2 separate regions of the Sus scrofa genome follow, and region 1 is linked to region 2. The links are chromatin contacts, called in public Hi-C maps. All regions are on one chromosome and are shown on one strand. The core of a region is the stretch at or near the end of the contact, and the rest is flanking DNA. Distances in the headings are between cores, read along the strand shown. Region 1 overlaps TRIM2 (tripartite motif-containing protein 2). Region 2 overlaps TRIM2 (tripartite motif-containing protein 2).

Evidence for each region. Hi-C and Micro-C count contacts between places; a contact is called where the count stands out from the background.
Region 1: a contact with region 2 is called in a Hi-C map of epiblast stem cells, with 2.3 times the contacts expected there. The contact joins two enhancer-like sites. A contact is called at or near these places in 12 of 47 Hi-C or Micro-C datasets (alveolar macrophages, embryonic fibroblasts, epiblast stem cells and 7 more) and 1 of 2 datasets of contacts at active chromatin or transcription factors (skeletal muscle).

What each region holds. Positions count from the first base shown.
Region 1 is chr8:75,871,453-75,874,282 of Sscrofa11.1, forward strand. The region is part of intron 1 of TRIM2 (tripartite motif-containing protein 2); the gene reads right to left. Among named protein-coding and RNA genes, the nearest start is that of TRIM2, 67 kb to the right of the region's middle. Within about 2 kb of position 1,474, at least 20 of the 83 cell types and tissues checked have an H3K27ac peak or open chromatin away from gene starts, as enhancers often do. A contact at or near this core is called in epiblast stem cells, where this site is marked.
Region 2 is chr8:75,805,997-75,808,696 of Sscrofa11.1, forward strand. TRIM2 (tripartite motif-containing protein 2) reads right to left here. Exons shown (of 12, transcript XM_021101489.1): 6 at 1,149-1,872. Among named protein-coding and RNA genes, the nearest start is that of MND1, 52 kb to the left of the region's middle. Within about 2 kb of position 1,340, at least 53 of the 83 cell types and tissues checked have an H3K27ac peak or open chromatin away from gene starts, as enhancers often do. A contact at or near this core is called in epiblast stem cells, where this site is marked.

The DNA of each region.
Region 1 (2,830 bases), core at 224-2,723, 66 kb after region 2:
TCTAATTTGACCCCTAGCCCAGGAACTTCCATATGCCACAAGAGAAGGCATTAAAACCAAAACCAAAACCAAAACCAAATAACAACAACAAAATAATGCGGGTGACAGAGTATGACAGTCCCTCAGCCTTGACTCAAGGTTTTTAAGATGAAAGTCTCAGAGAGGCCTCACAAACAGATATCCTGAAAAGTATTTTCTCATGCAACCCTAAAGGTCAACCATTATCTGCATCATTAGCAGCAGCATTGGAAGCATCTTGCCAGCACCAGCCAGCATGAACTTTTAGAACCTAAATCAAGCTGAGATTGTCTTTGGGGAATTTATAGTCCAAGATAGCTTTGCTATAAACCAAGCAATGTCATTTTTCATGGAGTAATGAGAGAAGAAGAAAGTTCTGATGATGTTATCTTTCCAGACTTTAGGATTTCAGGCTGACACTCTGAAAGGTTCCTTGAGCACTGCTGTATTACCAGATTGGGTGTTCTCTGCCTAACAGGCCAAATTCTCAACAAGCAGTAGCTGGAGAGGTGGTGAGTTACAGCCACGCAGAAAAGGTCAAATAAACAAGTCACTCCTGAGCCCCAAGGTAAATATCTAGCTTCTTTCTAGAGTAAGCAGTGGACAGAAATTCCAAGGACAGAATTCAACCCAAGGGCAGACCAAAGAACAGATCAGTGTGTCCGCAGTTAATGCTCAGGGAGACTCCCTAACCCATTTACATTAGATTAGAAGTTCTTTCCATGTGTGTTTCCATATGAAGCAAAAATAACAAGCTGACCAGACAATCAGGAAACCATGCATGTCAACAGGAAAATGATGCAAGAAAAATAATCCCAGATGTAGGCGCCATCTTTACTTTTGAAAGATACGAAGGCATTTCCAATGGAGGATTGAATAGATGAAAGAGTTTTCCAGGAAAATAAAGGTGGGATTTGGGAAAATGTTCTGAGAATACTGATAAAGGGACACTGTGATCTAAACAAGCTTGACACTGAAAAGTAATGATATCCTAGATTCTATGATGCAAAATAGAGTCATGGTATGTACCTCACAGGGGACAGTATAGAAAATGATAGAAAAAAAAGGGAGCGTCCTAGGAAAAGAATGTGTAAACATGCGGGTGAGAGAGCAGATCTGGTGCCATCCATCCTGTGTGCCAGCCCGAATATGACGGAATTATCTCACCAGAAAAACAGTTTATTAGTGTGGGTGGCCACCCCCAACTCAATCAAATCCCTGTTTACTCTAAAGGAGGAGACAGGTGGAGGTTTTGTTTGTTTTTTAAATTGATCTTTAATTGCTAGATGGACCTAGATTTGAAGAGGAAGGAAACAATGGAACCTGCGTCATAAAGAATTTAATCAAATACTTTGCATCTTTGGTTAAGGTTGAGGTAGCCAGAGGATTGTGAGTCATTCCTGCTCTTTTGTTTCTTTCAGCCACAAGGCAGGTACTAGGGCTGCCAGGGGTGAAATCACGTGGCAGTCTGAGACTAGAGGTCAGGACAGCGGAGCTAGAAACAAGCAAGGTAACTTTGCCACCTCTCTAGTCATGGAACCCGGAAATACAAGGAGCCCCGCAAGAAGTCCGTAACTGCGTTCTACAATGATTGATGGGAAAGTTAACTCTCCAGTTTAAGAACAAAATGGGCTAAAAACTGTTTCCGGGGGGGGGGAAGGGCATCGACATACCTACTCCCACAGGAACAACAACCCCTCCCACCCTGGGTTCGCTACCTCTTTGCATATCTGGAACTCCAGGTGCTTTAACAGTAACCACTTACCAAACAGCCGAATCTAACGCTGTCTTTGCTCATAAAGTAAGGTTGGTATATTCGAGCGGGAGGGAAGGGGTGAAGAATGAACCCGAGGCTTGTGGGGATTGAATTACTGGTGGGAACCAGTTTAGGGTTCAAAGAATGCTTGGGATCTGACAGGCATTTCATGCGACAAACCCTCCTGCCCACTCCTGGCCTCCTACCTAATTTGTGCACATGCAGTTTTCAATACGGGGCATGTATTTTCAGGATTTATTAATCAAAAAAACAAAACACACAAACCCTGAAAACCCTCAAACATCAACATCTCCCTCCTCTAAGAAGCCAGACGGTAGTATGAACTCGGGCAGAGGGTCAGCGTGAAGGCTAATTAGGAAGGCAATTGATTTCAGTAGTAGGGAAACGACCAAAATGTAAAGAGAGAAGGAAACCCATCTTCTGAACAAGGATTAAATCTACCGCTTTAAGGTTACAGAGCATCTTTTTCTTTCTTTCTTTTTTCCCTCAGTGCAAAATGACGTGAAAAGCTTTACTTCCGAAGCTCGGGGCACAGCTTTCGAGACTGGCGGAGGGTCCCCGCCCCCGGAGACCCAGGCAGGCGCGGGCCTGGCAGCAGGTCCCCGCCCCCCCCAACCCCCGGTCCCCCGCCAGGACCCGGAAGCGGAGTCTCCCGCGGCTCCGCACACCTAGGTCCACGCGGACCTTGCCCGGAGCAGAGACTCCAGATGGCCGGGTTGGGCCCGGGCCGCAGCCGAGAGAGGACCCACTTACTGCGCGACGGCGTCAGAAGAGGCGCGCACGGCCCGCGGGGACTGAAGCCGGGCTCTAGGCTGAAGCCGCCAAAGCGGACGAACCGAGGGCCAGCCGCCTCCCGGCTGGATCCCGAAGGGCCTCAACTCCGTGTCCTCGGTTCCAGAAGGCGATCGGATCGGTCACTTCCATCCCGTGCTCAGGCCCGGGGCGGACACATCTGTTTTCCATCCGCCGCGGGGCCGCGGCAAATCCTGGATTACGCGCTGCGCGGCGCCCGCCCGCGTTCCCGGCCCTGGCGCG
Region 2 (2,700 bases), core at 90-2,589:
AAAAAAAAATCTTTTTCTTTCACTTAAACTAAACTTTCCCCAATGTATCTGAACCACAGAATTGTTTTTCTCCATGTGTCAATTAGCATCCCTTGCAAGGTACGACCCAAGAGGCAGAAAGAGAACCAGGCTGGAGATACTTTTAGATACAGTAGCTAAAAGGCCGACTTTTTAAAGAATCATCAAATGGTTGGTTGTTTTCATTGAGTCTCCTTTCTATTGAAAAAATGGACAGCTTAAAAAAAAAAAACAAAAACCCAAGGCACTAAATCTGACAAGGGAAGGGCTATTTGCATCCCCAAATCTCTTGGCTTATCCTAAACCTTCTTGCTTCCGCCCCAACCCCATTCCATTCTCTGTTTCCACCCACCCTCCCCTCTTTGGGGCTGCTCTCCAGTTACAAACAACTGGATGGTGACCACATCTTGCAACGCACCATGCCCCTCGCCCCCGCCCTTACAATGCTGGAGCAGTGACAGGGAGGCGTCAGACTCTGCGTACAGCCACAGCCGGCGCCGCCGACAGAGTCCAGAGAAACGCGTGAAGTCATCTGATAAGAACCATCGCCCAGCCTTGGGGCTAGGCAGGAGCACTCCAAAAACATTCCCAAGGTCGGGGGTAGGGTGGGGGATTACCAACATTTCCTTTAAATTGTCCAGATTATGACTGCTGAAATTTGTCTAATTCTCTTTCTGCTTATTTTCAGTTTCTAAAGGTCCGTAGTGAATAGGCAGCAGCACTTGCGAGGTTACGCAGGAGGAGGAGGGGAGGAGATGAGGGGGAGAAGGAGGAGGAGGGAGAGGGGGAGAAGGAGGAGGAGGGAGGGGGAGAAGGAGAAGGAGAGGAGGAGATGAGGGGGAGAAGGAGGAGGAGGGAGAGGGGGAGAAGGAGGAGGAGGGAGGGGGAGAAGGAGGAGGAGGGAGGGGGAGAAGGAGGAGGAGGGAGGGGGAGAAGGAGGAGGAGGGAGGGGGAGGGAAGAGGAAGGGAAAGTAAACCTAGGAGACCATCCGAGCTCAGCTAATACAATACACCCGCGTCTCCCAAACACCTTCAGCCACAGCTGTGGCCTGCAAAGCTGCAACGCGCGACCCTCTCCCCGCCACCCTTGAACCGAAGCCACGCTCAGAGCGCAGCCGCCCGCTCCTTACCCACTCGGAAGATCAGATCGTCTTCGATGGGATTCTCTTTTCGTTTGCCGGTGCTGTACATGCTGGCGGGTCTCTTCACCGCCTTCTGCTTCACGTGGCCGCTCCCCGGGGACTTGACGCGCCTCTTCACGCCCTCCGTGGTGGGGGACACGTCAGCCGACCGGATGACCTTGAGCTTGAACGGGCTGCCGCGGATGTGCTGGTCGTAGAGCCGCAGCGACAGGGTGAAGTCGCCCTCCTTCTGCACGGTGTACAGGAACTCGTACGTGCCGTTCTTGTTGTCCAGGATCTCCCCGTCGGCCACGCTGCCGTCGGGCGTGCTCAGCTCCGCCGTGAGGTAGGCGTTGCCCGTTTTACACAGCTCCCCGTCTTTGTCCTTGGTTGTTATGGTGACGGACATGGGCTGCCCGATGATGGTCTGCCGCAGCCCCTCGCCCGTGGCCACCGTCTCGGAGGCGACGGCGTTGGTGGTTAAGATCGTCCCCAGGTTATGGATGGACTTCTTGAGCCCCTCGGTCTCCACGATGAAGTCCAGCTGGTCGTTTTCTCGCGGGTGCAGCGGGAAGTCCTGGTCCGCCAGTTCATTCAGCTTCTCGCTCATCTGCTTCTTCACGAGCAGCACTTCAGTCTCTGTGCCGTGGTTGAGGGCCTGCGCGGTGAAGGTGCTGCAGCTCTTGATGCTCTCCTGCCCCTCGAGCAGCGTGTCCAGCTGCGACTGCAGGACCTGTGGGAAAACCGAGGTGGGGTGAGCGCTTCCTGCAGCGCACGCGCGCTGCACCTGCCACGGTGGGGTGGCGGGTGGGAGGGCCAGCAGGGGCTTTCAGTTTAAACTGGTGAACCCGCTTCTAATGCTTAATCCGAAATCGCCTTCCTGGGTTACTTTGCTGTACAGCAGAAATTGGCAGAACATTGTAAATCAACTATAATTATTATATACATGTATAAATATAACAACCCCAAATCACCTTCCTAGTACCTCCTCTTTTCCTTCCTCCTCATCCCTTCTCTCCCACACACATATTTCTGGGGTCATGTGCCTTTGATGGGGCAGGCACAAACATCACCACACCACCGACAGCTTGGCAGCCAGATTGCCATGCCTGGCATTTGAAATATTCATTATTCATTATCTTTTCCTAGTGTCCAAAGCTCCCCTGTCACCACCTAAAGGAACAGAAACTGGACAAATGAAAACTCCACACCTGAGTATTAGACGCTTTCCTCCCCGGTTTTGTGACTGGACATGCAGAGTGAAACAAAGGCTGCAGTCACGGTTCACTGTGAAGTTGACTAACAGGTTGGTGTGGGTGAGAGAGCAATTAAGAGACTATTAGCCATTATAAGTAAGGAAGGAAAACAATCCAGTTTAGCCCTAAATCCTGAAACCACTTATGTTCCATCTTGCCTTGTGTCAATTTATAAAGTGGTATTTAAGGCCACAGGTTCCTAGTTTTGCTGAAAACAGGAAGGGAAAAAATAGCTGGATATGCCATTAAATGAAAACTACTGTTTTCTGAACAGCAGTGACACTTAAGGATTTATTTGAGTCTCC